Linked DNA regions of Sus scrofa: region 1 is linked to region 2. Evidence: chromatin contacts called from public Hi-C data. All regions are on one chromosome and are shown on one strand. Each heading gives the region's core, a stretch centred on a gene start, on an enhancer-like site or on the middle of the called end of the contact. The rest is flanking DNA. Distances are from core to core; before and after follow the strand shown. Region 1 overlaps THRAP3 (thyroid hormone receptor-associated protein 3). Region 2 overlaps COL8A2 (collagen alpha-2(VIII) chain).

Region 1 (4,972 bases), core at 388-2,887, 150 kb before region 2:
GCACACGTTTTAACCACAGCTTTGAAGAGACCAATCAAGGCCTCGGTATCAGCTACTGTGTGTGCCAAAGGCCCCCTTGGCCCTTTCTGGTTATCCCCAGACACATACCAGGTAATACTTCTTGCTTTTGGGCGTGTACTCAGGGTCCCACTCCTCCTCCCGGTTTCTCTTCTGAAAATCGTTGTTGCTGCTGTTGTTGTTGTTACCAGAGTAGTTACCTCTGCCCCAGCCTCTCCCTCTGGCTCGAAATTGCTGTGGCAATAAACAAGGGGTGGGGGGGACACAGGACAAAGGGACCATGTAAGGAATGCAGAAAAACAACTCCTTGCTTTCTATTCAAACACTTTTCTGGCACAAAATAGACAGCTGGTCACCTGGTTTCTAGCCATTCCCTTTCTGTACCTCTCAAGTCTGTAGCCTAGACAGAAGTCGACATGGTACGGGGCCTCCCTACACACAGCAGGATGGAGTCGAGATAAGTGAACTTCAGACCAGAAGCCCTAAGAGGCTTTCTGGCTAAGTGATTATAAATAGAAAAAACTGAAAATGGAAAGCCTGGGAATTGGGGAACCACGGATTCTAGGGTTTAGAAACTGGGTTACTTGTATCAAGGGCAACAAAACAGGTATTCTAGCACATGAGTGGAACTGGTGGAAGTAAGGGCGGAGAGAAAGGGAGAGGGGACAGGGGCTTACAAAGGTCCCTCGAGCTCTGCCTCCTCTCTCGCTTGGACCCACGAAGTCTTTGGTCCCCAGTCTTGATTTGTCAAAGCCGGTGGTACTCTCCTCTCTCTCCTCGGTCTCTTCAGTGTACTCTTCTGCTTTGTAGGAGTGGGATGACTGGGAAGAAGAGGAAGATGACCTGGATCGGTCTCGTGCTCTCCGGTGCTTCCTATGAAAACAGAAGAGCCAGAGAAATCAGTCAGCTTCTAGGGTAGGGTCCTTGGCTGGGGGCTCCCGGAGAAGTAGCACAGTGTAATCAGCAGTAGGTCTATGATGAAACAACAACTCACCCCCAACTTTCCCACCCAGGGACACGCCTAGGTCTGAGCCTGGAATGAACATGGGAAATACAGAGGAGGAGGAACAAAACACAGTCCATGGCCTCTGGTAGTTCAGTCTAATACCCAAGCACAAATCAGAAAGGCAGAAGGAAACAAACAGCGTATGTAGAGCCACAGGGTATGTGGCACTGGGACAGGCTTTATCTATTACCATCTGTCTCGGCTTTATATTAGTTTTATTTCTCCTAGGAAGAATGGTACCTGTTTTGTGAGGCTACTCTAAAGATTTAAAAAACAGTGTGCTTAAAACACTTTACACTGATGTAGAAGGCACTCAGTAAATGGCAATTAGGACTATTCAGTAGTATTTCCCCCATTTTATAGACAGGATGTTCAGGTGACAGAGCTGAGCAGACCTGGATTCACACCTAGCTCTAATTATACGACTACTCCGCAAACCACCTCCCACCTTCCACTGAGCTTAAACAGATTGTGTCATTAAGCAGAGGATCTGGTGAAACTCTTCCCAGAGTTATTTCCCTTCCTGCCCTTCATCTGGGGGAAATTACAGACTAGGCAAATCACACTAATACGATGAGTCACAGTCTACGTACTGCCATGTGGTAGTGGAGGAGGGTACCAACTACGTCTAAGGTGGCAGAAAGGCCAGGCTCCCAAGAGGAGAGGAGGCCTTACAGGGAGGAGCCAGCCAAGTGCCAGTAACACATCATTACCCTCCTCCATTATGAAAAGCCCCTGGCCCCCGCCTCCTACCCCAACCCCCAAACAGTTGAGATGATCAAATACTTAATTATCTGAATCCTTCTGGCTCTAACATTTACTCATAAAAAAAGGAAAATCTAAGTTACTTCCACAGGATTCTTACAACTCGAATGTTTGACTCACTGCTAGTTCAAGAAGTTTTCAAAAATAACACTCCAAAAGACCCCAGATTTAAGTCCCAACACTGCCTTTTATTAGCTGTGTAACCTTGGGTGAGCCACCCTTCAGGCATATGAGAAAGAGTCCTTGTATCAACTCAAGTGTGACATACAAAGAGAACAGTGACACAACTGTCATTCTTCTTCTCGCCCCAATCACAAAACACTAGGGTTGCTAGAGACTTGTTCAAGGTTACAGAGCAAATCAGACAGAAAGGAATAAGCGAAAAGAATAAGGATCAGTGATCCAAGGCCAATCCTGAAACGCCTGAGGGCTCCTGCTCCCTTTCCACCAGGGGCAGCACTGACGACTACTGTACCCCCACTTCCGTTCCCTACAGCGAATCATCAGTCCTGCATCTGTGGGGAGCCCCGAAAGCTGCTAGAGCTCGTTCATGCATGAGTAACAGACTGGAAGGGAGACAAACAGAAGATCTGAGGTTTGATGTCAGTCGATACAGTGTGACCTTGGACAAATCATCCTGGGCTTACTTTTTTATCTTTCAAATGGGCAAATCAGGTAGCCTACTCACTGTCCAACGTATCTCAAAGGACTATTATCAGAAAATAGGGAGTTCCCGTCATGGCTTAGCGGTTAATAAACCTGACCAGTACCCATGAGGATGCGGGATGGATCCCGGCCTCTCTCAGGGGGTTAAGGATCTGGCATTGCTGTGAGCTGTGGTGTAGGTCACAGACGCAACTTGGATCCCACGCTGTTGGCTGCGGTGTAGGCTGTGGTGATTGGACCCCTAGCCTGGGAACCTCCATATGGGGCCAGTGTGGCCCCCCCAAAAAAGGGCAATGAATACGAACGTGCTTACCAGTTAAAGTTCATAGACAACAGAAGTGGTGTTGCTTCTTACAGAAAGGCATGAGGTTTTAACTCTGTTACCTTTTTTTTTTTTTGTCTTTTTGCCATTTCTTGGGCCGCTCCCACGGCATATGGAGGTTCCCAGGCTAGGGGTCGAATCAGAGCTGTAGCCACTCCTAACTCTGTTACCTTTAATGAGACATGACTGAAAAGTCATAAACATTCAAAAACCTAAGTAGATGGAGTTCCCGTCGTGGCGCAGTAGTTAACGAATCCGACTAGGAACCATGAGGTTGCGGGTTTGGTCCCTGCCCTTGCTCAGTGGGTTAACGATCCAGCGCTGCCGTGAGCTGTGGTGTAGGTTGCAGACGTGGCTCGGATCCCGAATTGCTGTGGCTCTGGCGTAGGCCGGCATCTACAACTCCGATTCGACCCCTAGCCTGGGAACCTCCATATGCCTCGGGAGCGGCCCAAGAAATAGCAAAAAGACAAAAAAAAACCATAAGTAGAAACAACAGGACCTTGGTATAAATGCCGCCTTATGAAGCGCAACAGTACTACCTTTGTTAAAAGAATATTTGGAACAATCCCTCTCTTGGAAGTGTCTGTGAAACTAGTTTAAAAGGCATTTGAGATCAACGAACTTGTCCTATCCAGTTCCACCCTGTTTCTCCCACCACTGTCATTACCTGACAACAACTTTGAGCCATTTCTAAAACATAACCCCCCAAGATCTGTACTGAGCAAGGACATGACAAAGAACGTGTCCAAAATAAATGCAAAAAGAATTCCCAATGATTCTGCACACTGTCCCTAGAGCCAAATCAACTGCCCATCATCTCCGAGTGGGGAGGCCTCCCTTGGACAAGGATTATGCCTACATTTGTGCAAAAGTTCTGCTTTTAATCCAGGGACCTTACTTGACAGTTCAAAGAAACTGCACACGTGGCTACCGTTTCTAACCCAAGTTCTCTGCCGTGGAGGGTCTGCAGTACAGCCTAATGGAGGGCAGACAGAGGCCACTCAGGAGTCTGAATAAGGTGACAGACAAGGGCTCATGGATGACGTACTTCTGTTTCTTTGATCCTTTATGAGTTTTCTCCGTTTTCTCAGCTGAGCGTTCCCTCGAGTGGCTTGAGTCTCGGGAATCCACTGACTCTCTTGATTTACCTCGTTTAAGATCTCTCTCTTTATGTTTTTTACGACGCTCAATATCAAGGCGGAGATCAACGGGATCATCTTTGTATTTTCCCTCAGCCTGCCAAAAGAGACATCAAAATGAAAGTTCTTGGGATTCAGGGCTACCAACTCAACCACCCCACAAACTGGTTTCTACTCCAATGGAGTGGTGCAGAGGAAGCACCAGGAGCGCGAGGCGGCACCTCACCCGAGCTAGGCAGGGATACGAGATCTTCCATAGGAGTCATTTTATGAGGATCCCTTCAGAGCCCAAACCCGTTCTCTAAAACAATGACCACAGCCTTCTGCAAATGCTGCGGCGCCTGTGCATACACACAGCTCACTTTGCTGTTTCCCTCCGTGGCCCAGGAATGACTGGCTAGCCGACAAGTTGAGAAAGCCAAAATCAGCTCTGGAAGGTATCGGTTAGGCTGGTTCAGGCTCAGTCACCACCGAGAGTGGAAATGCTGTTATTTCCCCTACCTTCTCTTTGGCAGCCCCCCCAGGACCTCTCCTCCTCCACAGAATCTCTTGAGTATGGAATCCAGTGACAGACAACAAGAGACTTGGGCAGCCTCTCAAAATGGTTAGTTATATTGAGAAATTTCTAAAGAGGGATTATCAAAAACCATAATGGAGAATTCATAAAGTGGAAACATCAAAGTTTATTTTTTAAAAAAAGAAAGAGAAAAATAAAAATCTTTTTTGCTAACTTCCTAGGAAGTGTAACCTATCCGGGTAAGTATACTGCAGATACAGCATGAGCCTAGCAACGACAGCGGCCTTCTACCCCAAACTATCAGGCCAAGGGCCTTCAAACAGCTCTTGAGAAGCTCAAGGGAAGCAGAGATGTAAGGTGGTTTCAGGGATGTTCTACACTAAGACTTGTCTCATGGAAGTAAAAGCTCCCTAAAAAGGAGGAAAGGAGCAGTTCACTCTGTATTAACATTTTACTTACACAAACGACTAAGCTTTCTGTTGAAAAAAAAAATTAATTTTAATTACAGAAGTGGTAGGTATAAGCAGGTTCACTTT
Region 2 (5,551 bases), core at 2,601-5,100:
GGGGATGGGAGAGGGTTCTCTGATTTCCAAAAGCTGGGGAGGGGGTGGGGGAGAGGGGGCTTGGAACTCTGGGCAAGTCTGGAGCCACCTGCCTGGGCCGTGGGGCTGGGCATCAGGTCCAGGGGTAGGGAGGGCAGTTCCTCTCTCCCCTCCATCCTCGTCCTGAGCAGGCTGTGTGACTCCTGGTTGGTGTCCTCTCAGGAGCAGTCAGGGAAAAGGCCTAAAGCCCAGAGAATTGATTTTAGGCAACTTCATAAGGTCCTGGTCATTGGCAGCAAGTCACCTGCGGTTTTAAGGGTGGGAGGAGATGTTGCTTTACAGCAGGAGGAACTGAGGTTAGACTGGAGGGAGGACTTTCTGGCTATCAGGGTAGCAGAACAGGGCAGCATGGAGGGGCTGATGGCTCACACCATCTCAGGTAACCCTTTCACAAATGAGGACACTGAGGGTCAGAGGGGTTAAGTCACTCGCCCAAGATCACCAGTAGCTGTGCTGGAATGTGAGTTCAGGGGCTTCCGGGACCAGGGGGCCGTAGGGCCCCCCAGGGCTGGACCCCCGATAGAGCCTGAGCAAGAAGTGCTGCTCACCTGATGAAGTGGCAGAGACCCAGACTGGAGAGGGAAAGAGACAGAAATGAGTCAGGGCCAGAAACCCAAGGAGGGCACAGAGAGAGGCCGCGAGGGAGGAGACAGGAGACACGGGGGAGCGAGGGGGGCAGCCGGAGCGAGGGGGGCAGCCGATCCCGCAGAAATGTCTCCACAACAGGAAGCGTCTCATAACATACCTGTGGTTTGGCCAGGCCCCGGGGCTGCCTGAACTCCCCACGGCTCCCTCAGCTGCAGCCGTCTTACTGGGGTGGGGGGCTTGGGGCAGCAGGAGCCTGCGCAGAGCTGAGTTCCATCCACCCACCCCGGAGGGGGAGGGGGCTGCCAGGGCCACGCTAGCCACACCCCTGCAAGGTCCACTCCGAGTGCCCTGCCCTCAGGCTCCCCTTTTGAAGCGGACCTCTGATAGCTCACGTGAGAAGTGGGGCGTGGGCAGGCCCTTAAATTCCATAAGATCACCTGGGCCCCCTCTGCAGATTGGCCCTGGGACTCAGGGGCGGGGGGCGGGGGGGGGGGGGGCTTTGGGAAGGGACGCGGGGGGGGGGCCTTTGGGAAGGGACGGGGGCGGGGGGAGCTTTGGGAAGGGATGGGTGGGGAGGGGTCTCTGTTGCTGATGCCCCTTTCCCTCCCGAAGCCCTGTCCAGGGGGAAAGGGGTCTGCCTTCAGGCCACTTCTTCCTGCTGGAGTCCAGTCCCCTCCCACCCCCACCCCCGCCCCCGCCACCCCCTCATTGGTCTGAAAGACCCTGGAGCACTACCCGCTCCCAGCCAGCCTCCTCGGCCGCCCTGGGAGGAGGCCCAGGCTGCCACAAAGCGCTGACTTGGACAAAATACTGTTTTACGGGGATTTGTTGAAAAGGGGGGAAATCCCCTTTAAGGGCTTGCAGCTGTCCAAACACCGCGTCCACCCTGCTGCCGCCACCACTCCATCCCCTGAATCAGCGTCTCCTCATGATCCCACCCCACGCCTCTGCCATCCCAGCCCCTTCCCAGCTGCCGAGGCTCCTGCCTTCCTTCCTAAGAGGTCACCAGAGAGGGTGATGACCTGCCCAGGATCACACAGCAGAGCCGGGCTTGAGCCTTGGGGCCCTCCCCCACCTATGGAGCGGCCAAGAGCAAGTGAAGGGATGGGCTGTGAGAGTCTCTCCCCTGTGCCTTTATTCCCGGTGCAGGCTGTTCTTAGCTGAAGTTCCTTGATGTAGGCCACGCGAATGTCCCACCTCTTCCCATTCCCAGGAGGGGAGGGGGCTCCTAGGGCCGTGTGACATATCTGGGCAAAATCTGAGAGACTATTGGGGTGATCTTTAAATCTGACAGCAAATTTGAGTTCAACAAACATTTATGGGGCATCGCTGTGTGCCAGCCAAGTCCTGCGCTGTGCACGGAGTGAGGGTTAGCGTGGGGGGCCAAAGAGGGGAACTGAGAGCTGTGAGGGGGACCTGCAGGCACTGGGGGAGCCCTGGGGAGGCAGCCAATAGGCCTTCCGGATGTCCAATGAGTAAGAGTTAGGAGATGGAGAAGCAGAAGGGGGAGAGCGGGGAGCTCCCAGGTGTCGGGACACCCTCGGCTCTGACAGTGGCTGGAGTTGGGGGGCTGTCCCTCCCACCTGGGCTGCCACGTTGCACCATTCAGGGCCGCCAGTTCTCTGCAGCCCCTGCAACAGGCTCAGCACACCCCCTCTCTGGCCGTGGGCGGGCTTCAGTCCCCAGTACGCCGCCCCCGCCCCCGGACTGGCACAGCTGCCTCCCCTCTATGAGCTGGAGTAATTTTTCCCTCCTCAAACCCACAGGCAGCTTGGAGCTGGAAGCGACGCTCTCGCTTTGCTCCTCTGTCTGTCTAGCTCGGGCTCTGGCAGGCTCCCCCAGCCTCCCTCCCCCACGGCAGGCAGTGCCTGCCCGTTAAGAGCTCAGGTTCTTCACAGACCGCCGCTCAGATCCTGGCTGCCGCCTCTGGCCACTCCCCTGGGGACCTTGCGGGAATGACATCACACGTGGAATGGGCCCCACTTAGGCGGTGGTGTGAGCTGTCCTCACTCCGACACTCCTCCCTCTAGAGGAAACACCTGCTCTGGGGTCCTGCGGGGACCTGCCCCACGTCCACGGTGCAGGGGGTGCGGGGAGGGGGCAAACTCAGGGATGCTTCCTGAAGACCCACCTTGCTAAGGAGGAAGGAAAGGCGGGGAGCTGGCAGGGGGCTTTGCCTGGGCTCCTGACTGGGCCCGGGGCTCTTCCTCTGGCGCCCCCTGCCTGTGCTCCTGCACAGTCGTGTTCCCCCGCCCCACTGCCCTGCGCCCCTACCCTCCCTGCTGAACCTGGGGCGGCCTGCACCCTCCATCACTCCCACACCCAGTAAAGCCTCAGCTCAGCATGGGAAGGGGACCAGCGCTCCCCAGAGTCAGGGCTGCCTTGAATCCTCCTGTGGTGGTGCCATGATCTTGGCCTCTGGCCCACCCGGGCCAGAACTGCTCACTCTCCTCTCCCTGCTTCCTGCTCCTCTCAGCCCCTGCCCACCCACCAGGCAGAACCTTCTAGCTCTGTGCATGTGTGAGCACCACCCTCCACTCCAGTAGCCCCCGGCTCAGGGGGCCAGTGTAGGAGGGCCCTTATCCAGCTCCAGAGAGGCTGCATGGTGTGGTGGTTAGGGGCTGGGTCTCAAGAGTCAGAGTGCCTGAGTTTAGGCCCTGACTGCACCCTGGTTTCCTCGTCTGTAAAAGAGGGCTGAATGTGGAGGGGATCTCGAACATTAGAACAGGGCCTGGCCAGAATTTCCATCAGCAGTAGCTGAGGGCCAGGCCTATATGGTGCAGCCTTAATCCTGGTACAGATAGAACAGGGGGCCTGTGTCGAGGGCAAGTGGTGGTCTGGGCAAGATCCTTAGTCTAAGCTTCTGTTGCTTCACCTATAAAATAGGGGATGATAATTGTATGAGCCGATGGGGGGGGGGTCACTGAGAAGATTAGTGAGGCGAAGCTGGTGAAGCCTCGCCTGGTGACTGGGGAGCCCGTAGGTGGCAGGTGTTACTATTACCCTGGGGCTCAGGGAGGTTGAGCCGCCTGCCTAAGGTTACAGATGGGCTGATGGCAGAGCTGGGTTGGCAGCATCACCCACATTCTTGGGAGCCCTGTGTTCATTCCAGCAAAGCCCTGTGTGATACTGAGTTTGCAGGAACACTGCCCTGCAGCTCCACACTCAGCCCCACGTGCATCCCTGGATGTGCTCACCCCATCCTGCCCCCTCTTGTGGCCAGACGTGGAGAGGCCCTGGGCGGGATGAGGGGAGCCCAGGGCAGGGATGCAGGGGAAGTGGGACTTCCCTGGGCTGTGCAAAAGGCCAGCTTAGTCCCCTCTTCAGATATTGATGGGTGTCCCCCCTGAGGCAGACATGATCTCTCTAATCATCACAGCAGCCCTGAGAAGCAGATTGTTAGCCTGGCATTAAAAAAACAAAACAAACAAAAAAACCCACAAAACTTTATTGAGGAGTTCCCATCGTGGCCAGAGGGTTAAGAACCCAACTAGTATCCATGAGGATGTGGGCTCCATCCCTGGCCTCCATCAGTGGGTTAAGGATCTGGCATTGCTGCAAGCTGTGATGCCGGTGGCAGATATGGCTCGGATCCAGTGTTGTGGTGGCTGTGGCACAGGCAGGCAACTTCACCTTCCATTTGACCCCTAGCCTGGGAATGTCACATGCTGCAGGTGAGGCCCTAAAAAGAAAAAAACCAAAACTTTATTGAGACACAATTCACATAGCATACAGTTGGCTCATTTAAAATGTACTTTTTTTTTTTTTTGTCTTTTTAGGGCTGCACCTGCGGCATATGGAGGTTCCCAGGCTGGGAGTTGAATGGGAGCTGTAGCCGCTAGCCTACACCACAGCCACAGCAACACCAAATTGGAGCCACATCTTCGACCTACACCACAGCTCACAGCAATGCTGAATCCCTAACTCACTGAGCAAGGCCAGGGATCAAACCTGAATCCTAATGGATGCTAGTCAGGTTTGTTTCCGCTGAGCCACCATGGGAACTCCAAAACAAATGTTTTTTAAAGGTATTCACAGAATTGTGCAACTATCACCACAATCAATTTAGAACATTTTGACCACCTCTAATAGGAACACTGAACCCATTAGCAGTCATCCCTGTTTTCACCACCACCTGCAGCCTTTGGCACTCAATAATCTTTTTTCTATCTCTATAGATTTACCTATTCTGAACATTTCATACAAATAGAATTATATAATATGATTTTGTGACTGGCTTCTTCACTTACTATGCTTTTAAGATGCATCTGTACTGTGGCATTTATCAATACTTCACTTTTTTTTTAAATTTTTTTGGTCTTTTTAGAGCCACACCCACGGCATATGGAAGTTCCCTGGCTAGGGATCCAGTTGGAGCTGTAGCTGCTGGCCTATGCTTCAACCACAGCCACAGCAATGCGGGATCCAAGCCTCGTCTGCGACCTACACCACAGGTCACAGCAATGCTGGATCCTTAACCCACTGAGCGAGGTCAGGGATCAAACCCGTGTCTTCCTGGATACTAGTCAGATTCATTACCACTGAGCCACATGGCAACTCCAGTACTTCACTTTTGTAATTGTTGAATAATATTCCATAATAGGGATATACCACCCTCTTCATTCATCAGTTAATGCACATCTGTGTTTCTGTTTTGTGGCTGTTATGAATAATGTCACTATCAACATTCATGTACATGTTTTTGTGTGGACATATGATTTCCATTTTACAGATGAGGAAACTGAGGTTCAAGAATGGAAACCTCTTGCCCAGGCTCTCCCAGCTGTGAGTGGAGGACTTAGGCTGGTGATAGGGTTGAAGACACAGGCACTCATTAGAGGCTTAGATTTTAAAGGCCTTTAATGCCACATTGGGCACCAAGGACTTGATCCTGAAGGCAACTGGGAGCCCCAGAAGGGCAGTG

The links. Hi-C and Micro-C count contacts between places; a contact is called where the count stands out from the background.
Region 1: a Hi-C map of alveolar macrophages shows a contact between it and region 2, with 2.2 times the contacts expected there. The contact joins two enhancer-like sites. A contact is called at or near these places in 16 of 47 Hi-C or Micro-C datasets (alveolar macrophages, blood, embryonic fibroblasts and 10 more).

The regions. Positions count from the first base shown.
Region 1 is chr6:92,404,111-92,409,082 of Sscrofa11.1, reverse strand. It overlaps THRAP3 (thyroid hormone receptor-associated protein 3), which reads right to left. Exons shown (of 12, transcript XM_021095929.1): 9 at 3,829-4,016; 10 at 696-891; 11 at 109-252. Among named protein-coding and RNA genes, the nearest start is that of SH3D21, 6.7 kb to the left of the region's middle. Within about 2 kb of position 1,637, at least 21 of the 83 cell types and tissues checked have an H3K27ac peak or open chromatin away from gene starts, as enhancers often do. A contact at or near this core is called in alveolar macrophages, where this site is marked.
Region 2 is chr6:92,251,995-92,257,545 of Sscrofa11.1, reverse strand. The region is part of intron 2 of COL8A2 (collagen alpha-2(VIII) chain); the gene reads left to right. Among named protein-coding and RNA genes, the nearest start is that of ADPRHL2, 16 kb to the right of the region's middle. Within about 2 kb of position 3,850, at least 13 of the 83 cell types and tissues checked have an H3K27ac peak or open chromatin away from gene starts, as enhancers often do. A contact at or near this core is called in alveolar macrophages, where this site is marked.